2 separate regions of the Lactuca sativa genome follow, and region 2 is linked to region 1. The links are chromatin contacts, called in public Hi-C maps. All regions are on one chromosome and are shown on one strand. Each heading gives the region's core, a stretch centred on a gene start, on an enhancer-like site or on the middle of the called end of the contact. The rest is flanking DNA. Distances are from core to core; before and after follow the strand shown. Region 1 holds the start of LOC111880883. Region 2 holds the start of LOC111880870 (probable lysophospholipase BODYGUARD 1).

Evidence for each region. Hi-C and Micro-C count contacts between places; a contact is called where the count stands out from the background.
Region 2: a contact with region 1 is called in a Hi-C map of leaf, with 3 times the contacts expected there. The contact joins the promoter of LOC111880870 here to the promoter of LOC111880883 in region 1. A contact is called at or near these places in 2 of 4 Hi-C or Micro-C datasets (leaf and seed).

Annotation. Positions count from the first base shown.
Region 1 is chr6:12,256,460-12,262,969 of Lsat_Salinas_v11, forward strand. It overlaps LOC111880883, which reads right to left and starts at 2,417. Exons shown (of 2, transcript XM_023877294.3): 1 at 2,248-2,417; 2 at 1,054-1,401. The coding sequence starts at 2,370. The coding sequence ends at 1,306.
Region 2 is chr6:12,451,403-12,458,089 of Lsat_Salinas_v11, forward strand. It overlaps LOC111880870 (probable lysophospholipase BODYGUARD 1), which reads left to right and starts at 2,012. Exons shown (of 4, transcript XM_023877280.3): 1 at 2,012-2,866; 2 at 2,967-3,295; 3 at 3,376-3,575; 4 at 4,187-4,789. The coding sequence starts at 2,257. The coding sequence ends at 4,517.

The DNA.
Region 1 (6,510 bases), core at 1,167-3,666:
TATTCTTGATCTGGAAATATGTATTAAGTGAAAGAACTAGAGCACGATATGATTTTTATAATGGTAATCTTTGTAATTTTGAGATCTAGATATAGGAGGTGTTTGTGATTGCTTTTGGACCGATAATAACAAATTTTTAGTATTATGATAAAAAGATTTCATAAGCATTTATTGATTCAAATAATGAGTTTTTGATAAGACACTTCTTATTTACTTTTTTTGACTAATTTAAAATAAGTTGTTTTATTATTACATATAAAATAAGAATTTATTGCCAAACACCAAAAACAAATTCTTTTCTTATTTCATTTTAATACTAGATAAGCTAATACAAACATTCTTTTCTAAAACTCTGTTTTAACACCAAATAAATTATTAAATATTTTTACAAATAATTATAAATTATTTTAAATAAGCAAATCCCAAACACCCCATAATTTCCATTCTAATAATAACTTCTTAAGAAAATAATCAAAAAAATTCATGTTGATGACACATGGACCAATATATAACATGTACCATAGACTATTTACATACTTAATGTGTTATAGCAAGTAAGAATGGTCAATTTGTTACAAAATTTTATTTTAGGGTCTAGTTTATAAGGTTTTGAACTTTTTAAAACAGAATTGATACATCCCAATAAGTTCGATATCGAATAATTGTAATAACAATAATCCATAAGGTCCCTTAATCTTTCCTTTCTTACCAAATGGTGGTGGATATTGAAGTAGAAAACACCTCTCTTTGGCTACCCTACTTAAAATCTTTTATTGATGATACGTCATTGAAAAAAAAAAACTCGGGAACTTGGTTGACTATTGCACAAATAGACTGTTGGTTTTGCTCTTGGTGTAATATGATACCAAAATCCCCCTTGCCTTAATGGGATGAAGGTTATAGATTGCATTTCTTTTCTTTGATGGATAAGAATGAATATCAAACTATCTCATTCGATTGGATAAAGCATATGTTTATGCTTTTAATGGCTGGAAAGAAAAGGCACCATATGTTGCCCTATTGGTGGGTCATATATGCCATATCCCATCATACTTCATACCACATGGATTGTTCTATCTTTTGTATTGCTACAAATCACAATCCATCTTTAATTACAGAAATAAGATAAACATGTGATATACTTATGCAGTAAAATCCTTCAATTTGACTGGAAGTCTTCCATCTCAATAGTCAATCCACATTTGTTATTAACTAAAAAAAAAAAAAAAAAGGCTTGCACTACAACATTCAGAAAATTTTGAGTCAAACCAGATGCTTGGAACTACCAAAGACTCTTTGACTTCCTTATTCTGCACCTTCAACCGGTTTCATTGCTTCAATTTCTTTTAGATTTTCCAAAGAAGAGATGCGTCCATCCAGAGATTTATAAAAGTCATTAATCTACATCACCATGGATATAATAATTTGTTACAACTTTAGAAACAATGTGGTAATTGGATATATGTACTTTTTATAACACAGATATTAACAGCTTTTTAACAAACTAAATAAGTTTTTATAAACCTTAGAAAAAATAAATACCAAAGCTCCCACTAGTGAATAAGTTTCCAGCAATGCACTTGTATGCATGTAGCAAGTTTTACTTAAGAACAAAAATGGAAATTTCATAATACAGCTAAATTTTATCAAATGGGGGGGATAAAGAAAGTAAGAAACAATCCCTAAAATGCCATGGAACTCTAGACTCAAGATTTCAAACAATAATAAAGATTTTTGTCTTTCTACCTCCTCCAAAAGCGCTTTTATTCTTTGCTAAATGTTGTATCTAATGGCATAAACTTCTGAAATTAATGGAAGCATGCTTTTATTTAAAAAGTGCAGCTCAAGAAAAGAAGGTAGATAGATCTATAAACATATTCATTTAGCCTATAAGCATGTAAACCCCATGTTTTCCAAAGATATAATCTAGGGCATGCTGCAAGATAAAACTCAATGGTTGCCCACAAAAACTAAATTGTTTTCCTACTCCACATAACATACTGAAAATCCAATTTAATCGTGGTTCATGTATGGAAAGGGCATGCTGATCGGTTACCTAGGGTTCTGATTTTGTGCGTTTTATATCGAATCACAGCATAATAGCACCAACATTTATCAATTACTGCTTTAAAACTGAGAGAATCACTCAGTCAATTCGAAATAAAGACGATAACGCATTTGGGATACACCACCGGTAGTAATGGGACTAATTGGTACACAAAGTAGAGGAAAAGGGAAAGAGAATACCTGTTGAGACATAGATTGATGAGCGACCTTGTAATCCTTGTGAAGAAAATAGAATCCACCGGCTGAAGCCACCGCAGCGCCGGCGAAGAACGAAGCGAACCTCACCCTGAGTACGTATCCCATGACTTCCCCGATTCAATCGAGAGAGATGGCGAAAGAGGGGAGTAATCAAAGTATTGGGCTGATATAAACAATTGGGCTTTTCGAAAAAGTAATTTATGTACTGGATCAGCCATTTGTCATATACAAGTAGATGTGCACAAACCGGATTTTTTTTTCAAATCGGAAAGGTTCAGTAAACTGGTTTGGTTCTTGTCAACAAAGTCAAAATCGGTTAACCCCTAAAACGGTTCGGTTCTGATCAACAAACTCAAAACCGGTTAACCCCCAAACCGGTTTGGTTCCAAACAGGTCCACCTCCAAAAAGTTGCCAACTTTACTATAGAATCTATCAATCGTATTTATTGTTCCAACATAAAGTTGCCAACTTTACTCTCCTACATGCCTTAATGGGTCTCAACAATTAAAAATGAACTTAATAAGGGTCTTAGGGGGTGTTTGGATAGGGAAAAAAGAGGGTGCTTATTGTTTATTGCGTATTCCCACCACAATAAGCAAAGTTTAAGTGTTTGGATAGAAATCCTTAAAAAGCAGCTTATTGTGGTAAGGATAAGCTAAGTAAACTGATTTTAATAAGCATCTCGTCCCTTGCTTATTGCTTATTCTCGCCACAAATAAGCTAATAAGCTATAATCCAATTTATCCAAACACCCCCTTAATACTTGCATGAAACAAAATCTTCTATAAAATTTGCATTTTTATGAACAAATGACCTTATTGGAGCTTATATCTAGCATCCACTACATCTGTAGTATATCAAAAGCTCATCTTTACATCAAAGGACTATAAAGGTCAAAGAAACACCATAAAGTAGATCCAACCTAAATGGTCATCAATGTATAAGCTTTTTACCTTAGAAAGCTTGCAAATGAGAAGATACTCCCGGATCTACAAGCTCAAGCCACTCCTCCAAGTGTTCCCCTTCTTCTTCTTCACCACAAATCACTTTTCAAGCACAAAAATCATCTAATGCACTTAGGGTTCAAATCTACGGTTTAAAAGGGGTGAAGGCTGAAGATATTAGGGTTTGGTGTTGAGTTAAGGAGCTTAAATAGGGTCCAAGGCCCTAAATTAGGGTTGCATGAAACTGGAGTACGCCCTACATACTCCTATTACACTCAGCATACTCCCCAAAGGTGTTGCGATCCTTCTCCCTGGTACACCTCGCCTACTCCCTATATACGCCCAGCGTACTAGGGTTAACCCTAAACCCTACCATTTTCCGAAGACCATAACTTCTTCGTTATAAGTCTGTTTCCGACAATCTTTATATCAACGAAAAGATAACGAGAAGCTCTACGCTTCTATCAATTCATACTTGCCTTAAAACTTCCCGAACTAAAATCTAATTTCCATAAAATCTCAAACTGACACTTTATCGATATACCCTTTTGGCTCAAAAACACAAACTGAACTCCTGAATCATCTAAATTGCATTACCCACACCCAAATGGGTCTATATCTCTCTTTCCCCAAAGGCCCTAAGCTCGATGATAACCGATCTTCGGGCCACAACCCCGAATTAAAAAACAATTCGGAACAGGGTGTTACATGAGTAGTTTCATATCTTTCAACTTAAGGAAAACATGACGTGGGTAGAGTCACTGGAGGAGGAGGAAGAGTTGGAGAAGCATGACGTCCACTTCCACCATTTCCCAAAGAAGAAAAAACATTTTCACCTTTATCTGATAGTGCAATATCATCTTCATTAGCTAGAGGAAAACTATTTCCAAAAGAATGAAGAAGATCATTATTGTCTTGACTTGACATATATAAAAGGGAGAAAAGAGAATTCAAGTTAGTTTATTTTAATCATTAATTATTAACCCATCAATTTTAAATTAAGTCTCGGATCCATATTTTCGATGCAAACTTTGAAGAGGGATGTCGTAATCAAATTCAAATCTATTTTTGGTAGGTAAATCTCTTACCAATCTCAATCGTATGAAACTCCTAGATCTTTTGAGATTCATTAAATTCAATCAATGGCATGTTTAAACTCAGATTACGATCTTACTTTTGTCACTGGGATGTCGAGGATCACAAACGAGATGTGAATAACCATGCAAATTAACTTGGCACTCTTTATGTCATTTATCATCTCGTTTTAATGTGTCGGTTAGCCACACGCGCTCTATTAATTGTGACATCCCCATTTTCATGCTCATTTTAAAATTTTTATTTATGCTTATTTGAAAATTAGAGTATTCATTTTAAAGAATAATATTGCAGAATTTGTTCCCAAAAAAAACATGATAAATATATTATCAAAGCATTTCCGAAGAAATGTACTTTGTTTATATAAAAACTTTGGGATGTCATCGTCAATATAAAAACATAAGCATAAACAGACATTACATTTATTGACACTAGTGATTTACATCTCCTTTAATCTATCATTGTAATGTAGCTTCATATTGACACTTGTGATACAAATAAACTAAGTAGATTAGGTTGGGAAACCTGGTGAGTACATAGGGATTTCAATCCCACAATGTTATATATATATATATATATATATATATATATATATATATATATATATATATATATATATATATGTTTTAGAACTACAACATATACAATTTAACCTCATATAAGCAATTTTACCCCACCTGGTAGACCCTCACAACGACACAGTCTATACTCTCGGATCTAAAATTTACCACTTTACCTAATCCATACTCCCAGATCGGGTAGGTCTAATCCATGCTCTCGGATCAATAACTATGTCCATTCCATACTCTCGAACTAGGGACAAATGACTATGTCTAATCCATACTCTAGGATCAATAACTATGTCCATTCCATACTCTCGGACTATGGACAATAGACTATGTCTAATTCATGCCCCTGGCTTAATGACAAATAACTATGTCCTCTCCATACTCTCGGACTAAGGAAAAATGACTAAGTCTAATCCATGCTCTCGGATCAATGACAAGTTTTAAAGTTCTAGCCTCCATGTATATCTCACTCGTACTCATAAGGAGATACTATCCAATATTCCTCTTAATTAATTTAGGTTTACTCTGTATCCTAAATCATCATATATGCTCTTAACACGTATTTCAGGAAATATCAAATACTTCACACACAAACATATATTTAATACTTTAATCAATACTTGTATTAAAGTCATGTTCATGGAAGGGACTATGCACTCACTTGTTAAAGTGATGATTTCAAACTCGGGCAACTCTTCGCTTCTAACAATTCTATTTTCCTTCGACAAAACCTAGTATCATTACCGCTAGATTTTAGTCTAATATTTATTGCTACTATTTATGAGCGATATTATTTTATAAGTCTTAAACAATAATTTTCAACTACTATATATACAGACAAGGGCTAGACATGAGACACCGGAGGGCAGGACCATTTTGGCATTATAACACTTTTGAAATCCAACACCCTATGCGGCCCTTCAAACTAGATTCATGTACTGCGAGTAGTTAAAAGATATTATAATAACACTTTGTATATTATATTTTATAATATATTTATTGTTTATAAGTTCATAATAACGTTATTGAACCTAAACATAACTTGTACTTAATGTAGGGTAAGCATAACTCACTTACTTGGAGGTTTGGCTACGAACCATGCTACATAGGGGCAGAGCTTCCGAGCCAAAAAGATCTTCTTCTCAGAGCCTTCTGGCGCTCTGGGACTCGCCTCTAGCACTTAGATGTTACTAGGGATTGGAAGGGGTTTAGAGAGATGTTTGAGAGAGAAAGAATAGGATAGGTGTGAAGGAAATGGAAGATTTGCGCCTATATTTATAGGCTGGTAAATGGCCCAACTCGGCGAGTTCTGAGCCTCCCACTCGTCGAGTTGAGTGCCTAGTGTCACCATCTGGTGGCAAGGCGTGGGGAGGAAGCAATGGTCAGGATCGTGCCACGTATCACTCGTAGATTATTCCAAAAACTAATTATCTTCGAAAAACCGTAACTTTTGCATACGAGCGCCATTTTTGATGTTCTTTATATCCACGTAGGCGGCAACATGATCTACAACTTTCGTTTAGAATCCGTTGGCTAATTTTGACTGTATTTTTAAAGTTATATTTTAACAGACTTAGACAGATAAAATCCGTTAAATATTCATAACTTTGTCATCCGACATCCGTTTTCGTACGTC
Region 2 (6,687 bases), core at 762-3,261, 190 kb after region 1:
AAGAATAAAATGTTTATTTTTCCAAATGAAGGAGAATATTAATTGCAGTTTCATGCAAGAATTCACTTGCAGGCAATATGAATCATCAAAATAGAAAAGCAATAAAAAAATATTTATCTTTAAATCCGAAACTAGTTCGTGTTCGTTAATGATGAACCATATATAAAGAGACATGGGTCATGGAGCATTAAATTCAATAGATTCGTAACTCTTTGGTTTGAAAATGTGGCTACCCACATTTATTGTCCTACCACTGATGGCAGTTTTGCGTAATGTTTACTTCAATACTATTAATCTTGAATCATGCCATCGATGCAATTATCCACCTACGATCAAACGCCAAACCAATATTGCATTCAATATACCTACATTTCCTTGTGTACTTCGTAGTCATAATGTTTGTGCGGTTTGGTGAAAAGAATCAGAAACAAGCATAAATATTACTAATACCATTTATTAATTTGTTACTACCCTTAAATTAATACCTACGGATTTTTACTTTTTAGTTGCTTAAGAATGGAAAATGACTCTTGAGGGTAATTAATTTTTGCGTTTGTACTCATTTGATCCTTTTTTTTTTTTATTCAATATACCATCGAACTTGTTATTGGTGTTTACCATAGCCTTTTTGATCGACTTTTGACCTGTGATAGCCGGTCAAAGGGTTATGGTAAACACAAACAACAAGTTCGATGGTATATTGAGTACAAAAAAAGGAAAGGGACCAAATGAGAACAAACGCAACAGTTGGTTACCCTCCTGATTCATTTTCCCTTTACGCATTTACAACAAATCTCACATCATCTCCTACTGATATTAATGACTTTATGAGATTCATTCTTGATTCTCTTCAAAACATAACTCACGAAAGGACATTATTCATGCATGTACAACTTTGTAATGCACTTGAATATTTATTAAGGGAATCTTGACTAAGCAGGCGCATTTCATGACTATATTTACATTTCCAATCAAATGATTTATTGTATCATGGATTCTAGACAAGTCTACAAACGAGTGGAATCACAAGTGCTGTGATTTTTGAGTTTACATAGCTTTAAGATCGAACTCATGGGATAAGATACAACATTAATATGTATAATACCAAGGATTCTAGACAAGTCTACAAACGAGTGGAATCACAAGTGCTGTGATTTTTGAGTTTACATAGCTTTAAGATCGAACTCATGGGATAAGATACAACATTAATATGTATAATATTATGGTGATGTGTCTACAAAAGCAGCATGGTATTGTACATATTGATGTTGTATCTTATCCCATGAGTTCGATCTTAAAGCTAAGTAAACTTAAAAATCACTGCACTTGTGATTCCACTCGTTTGTAGACTTGTCTAGAATCCATGATACGATAAATCATTTGATTGCAAATGTAAATGTAGTCATGAAATGCGTCTACTTAGTCAAGATTCCCCTAATAAATATTCAAGTGCATTACAAAGTTGTACATGCATGAATAATGTCCTTTCGTGAGTTATGTTTTGAAGAGAAGCAAGAATGAATCTCATAAAGTCATTAATATCAGTAGGAGATGATGTGTGATTTGTTGTAAATGAGTAAAGGGAAAATAAATCAGGAGGGTAACCAACTGTTGCGTTTGTTCTCATTTGGTCCCTTTCCTTTTTTTGTACTCAATATACCATCGAACTTGTTGTTTGTGTTCACCATAACCCTTTAACCGGCTATCACAGGTCAAAAGCCGGTCAAAAGGGCTATGGTAAACACCAACAACAAGTTCGATGATATATTGAATACAAAAAAAAAGGGACTAATGAGTACAAACGCAAAAGTTAATTACTCTCATGAGTCATTTTCCAGCTTAACAATGAGTGTCTATCATTGACAAAAATGGAACGTTTTTCTAGGTGTAGAGACCTAGTCATGGTGTGCAGGGTCAACAATGGTTGAAGTTACATTTATAACCTCACAGAAGGATCTTAAGAGGGCCAAATGGTTTCTTGGGAGGTGCTAAATTGGAGGTTCAACCACCACCAACCCTTTGTTTAAAAATGTTGCTAAAATCATTATATTTTATTTTCCTCCAGCAAACTGTTTTAATGAATGCATTTATCTCTTACCTGTTAGTACCTGTCCACACAAAACCCCTTTAATACAAGTAGCAAACTCATCACTCTTTCCCCTCCAAAACTAAAGAGTCTTGCATGGGTTGTGTTGCAAAAGGGTCGGGTCGGGTCTTGTAGTGTTAATTATCAACGTAACTACTATACTCCATCGAATGTGGGAGGCAGCTCTTGTTTTCGGTGGCAAAATGAGCGTGATGATCAGAACAACTCTGGCGATAATCGGGAAGTTGATTAACGATGTTTTGAGTTTTGTTATCTTCTCCATTCTTGACGTTCTTGATTTGGTACTTTGTTTCGTTTATAAAGTCATTGATTTCTTCATTGAGGCCGAATGGAAACCCTGTTACTGTTCTTCACCGAAAGAAGCCATGAGTGGAACTGGTCGAATTTTGGTGTCTGAGAAAGGTCAGTCAAAGAAGATTGTTTGTCTTACATCCACCAAGATACAACTAGAAGAGATCTCCGACACCCTCTATACCCGGCCGTCGTTGGTTGCGGAGGTGTCCAAAACCACCGTCAAGGAGCTTAAACGCCGGAAAATCAATGACGCAACTACCATGGTCGCCTCCATCAATAAATCCACCGTTCGGTCGTCGTCGACTTTCACGGTGAACAATACCATTGTTGAAATGCTTCAAGAGAAAATCGGTGGTCATAAGTCTCACCCCATTCCTCGGTGGTCCGATTGCGATTGCGACACCTGCAACTCATGGTCGAACGCTTGTAAGGACACTCTTTTTGTCCACACCGATGGACCTAAAGGTTTGCATCCATACCTATATATATGCTTTTAAGTTTTAATTACCTCCATATTTTCATATAGTTAAGTTCATGTACTCATCATATTCTTTCATGATCACAGATAATGTAGGGGATGATGTTTTATTTATTCATGGGTTCATATCATCGTCGGCTTTCTGGACAGAGACATTATTCCCGAACTTCTCCAAATCTACAAAATCAGCATATCGTTTATTCGCAATAGATCTACTGGGTTTCGGACGAAGTCCAAAGCCCCACGACTCGCTCTACACGATCAAAGAGCATTTAGACATGATCGAAAGATCGGTACTCGAAGCACACAAGGTCAAATCTTTTCATATCGTGGCTCATTCTCTTGGTTGCATTCTAGCTCTAGCACTCGCCGTGAAATATCCCAACTCCGTCAAGTCCCTCACTCTGCTCGCACCAGTAAGCATTAATCTGTAGTAAACCACTTATAGCATGCATTTTCGAAATATATTAAATAATTGAATGGGTTGAATTCACAGCCATATTTTCCGACGCCAAAAGGGGAACAAGCGACACAATATATGATGAGGAAGGTGGCGCCACGGCGGGTGTGGCCATTGATAGCGTTTGGAGCGTCGTTAGCTTGTTGGTATGAACATGTTAGCCGAACGATTTGTTTGCTTATCTGCAAGAACCACCGAATCTGGGAATTTCTCACCAAACTCATCACCCGAAATAGGTAACCGTTTTTTTCCAACCTATAAAAACGGCGATATAATAATTATTACGGTGAATATTGGATATCTTTTAAAAAAAATGATATATTTATTTCAGGATCAAATCTAAAATGTTTAGAAATAAAAATCTTCGCACTTAATATTTTTATTTGACCTAGTCGATGTCGTAGTGATCAGTTCACAACCCAATTAATGCACCGAATTTTAAATTTATGAACTCAATCCATGATTGCTATTATTATCGGGTGGTAAACCGGATTACAACCCAATCCTTTTTAGTGTTTTGAATTCAAAATATATGTTTTCGGGTAATGATCCTCAAAATCAAAACGTGTTGCGATCTTGAGAAGCACGGTGTCATGATCATCAAGATGGAGACTAGTCTATACTGGTTAAATCGTCCTTTATAATATTGAAGCAAGTTGCAAATACATACACCGATACACATGTCACGCTCACCAAGTGAGGCCATTCATTGATTAAATCGTTACTACGTGGCCCCTTCACTTTTAATTTCGTCATAAACAACTATAGTGGCTATATTAATTAATATGTCATAACTCATAAGTCATTACACAGATAATGAGTGTCATGTGATGTATGATTAATACAGGATTAAAACCTACTTGATAAAAGGTTTCTGTTGTCATACACATAATGCCGCATGGCATACGCTTCACAACATCATATGTGGGACTGCTGGCAAGATCGAAGGGTATTTAGATACGGTTCAGAACAGGTTGAGTTGCAGCGTTCATATTTTCCATGGTGAAGACGACGAGCTCATTCCCGTGGAGTGCAGCAGCAATGTTAAGACCAAAGTCCCTCGTGCTAATGTTAATGTTGTAGAAAAGAAAGATCATATCACCATTGTTGTTGGACGTCAAGAAGCTTTCGCTAGAGAACTCGAAGAGATTTGGAAGACTTCAAAATTAAAAGGGTAAATAAAAGATATCAACTCCATCACAAATCATGAAGATGGATATATACTAGTAATCTTAGTATATATATATATACATAATTATGCATGATTTCCCCAAGTTTTTAGTCTTTTTCTCCCTGTTATATTCCATTTAGTGCATGTATTTACTACGCAAAGGCGAAGTGTGCGTAGCTAGCGGTTATTCGAATGTTTATACAATATCACCGTATGGAAAATGTGTGATTTCGATGTTCATTATGAGTTAATATTTATAAATGATGTAACATTTTGGTATTTGTTTGAATTTATTACTATTTATTATTTACTTTAACATTAATTATTTATTGACCTGTGAGTGTACTTAATGTCACAACCATATATATGTATCTTCAAGACTCAAGAGTTGCATTGAATTCTTTTTACTTAATGCTACTCTTTGAGCATCATATCCTATCATAGTATCATATATTGGATACTATTCCTGTATTTTTATTTTTTTGGATTTTTTTATAAAGTAAATTTCGAAGTAGAAGTAGCATATTTTTGGGATGTAGTTCAGAAGTAATGTTTATAAACTTATTATATACAATATTTAATGATAATTTCAAAAGTATAATATATATCATAAAAATTGATATAAAATGTTTTCTTTCATTTGTAATATGCTTTTTTAGATTAATTTAATTTTTCGGACAATGTTGGATTGGTTTTAAACCGACACAAGTATTTTTCAATTTAACTAGACCGTATTTTGCAAAACTTGTTTGTTAAAATTGATTTTTTTTTTGTTAATAACTAAAAGTTATAAAATACCAAAAACTGTTTGTCAAACACAACATCTTTAAATTACATTACTGCCCCCCACCCCACCCCACCCCCCCCCCCCCCCCCCAAAAAAAAAAAAAAAAAAAAAAAAAAAAAACTTAAACTTTCAACCATTTATACCAAAGAATACAGTATAATACTGGTGGCTGCTATAAGCCATTTGGTCTATGTTGGGTTGGTAATGATAGGAACAAGCTAAGCATTCGCAGCCAGAACAATCTCATTAACTTGCATTACAACTATTTCCCATTTTCTTGTTGGCATTGAATTTATTAATTGCCCATTTATTGATGTGTTTGTTATCTCTAATAGGCTTCACTTTTTACATTTCATTTACAAACTACAGGGAAATTTTATTAAACCGATAGTAAGCAGTTAGGGGCAAAGTAGAACAACAGAAAAAACAAAAGAACAAAAATTACATCAAAGGGATAATGCACCAAGAAGACCAATTTAAGGAGGTACCCCTCTCCTGTTTTTTTTATCAACGTGAAAGAGTTCGTCTTGATATCTTCAAAAACACGGGCCTAAGATGGATCAATATTGTTAAAGGAACAATCATTTATAGAGTTTTTTTTGTAAAAGTAGGTTGGTTTTCAAAAGTCATTGTAGAAATAGGTTAGTTTTAAAATGTATTGTAGAAATAGGTTGGTTTGAATAAAGGTCAACATTCCAATCGATTTTTTACCCTTGTTAAATGTATATTTTCATTTTTAACCCTTCAACTTTAATCTTTTTTTATTTACATTGAACAATCCATTTTTTACCATTGTTAAATATTATACATAGATTACTTTATTCCATAATATATGATTATATCTTATGCATTATTATTTACAAATTATACCTTTAAATAGAGTTTATAAAGACCTTCAAATAGATACCAATATTGAATATATTACAACAGTACGAAATTACAAGAACAATTAAAAACGATATTACAATACGAATTAAGCATAAAATTACAATACAAGTTAAACAGTAACTTAAACATTAATTGAAAATGTTACAAAGTTCACGTCGCATTGAATCTTGACTGGGAATTTGGACAATTTCTTCTATTATGACCAGTTTGGTGACATGGTCTACATTTGCGAGGTTCGTCGGATGACAAATGTCCATCTCGTTATGAAATCGATTTGCACGTCTCCGACCTCTATGCACAGAAAGTTTCGAGTTATCTGCTTTAATCTTCCAATCTGACTCTAACCAATAATCAACATGAGAAAGTGGGACAAAAGCCGACATATATTGTTGTTTATACGTCATAGTAGTGTACACAGTATTAACAATAGAAATAGGGTTATCCCCTCTGTAACCGCAAACTGCAATAGCATGTGAACATGGAAATCTTTCAATTTACCTTA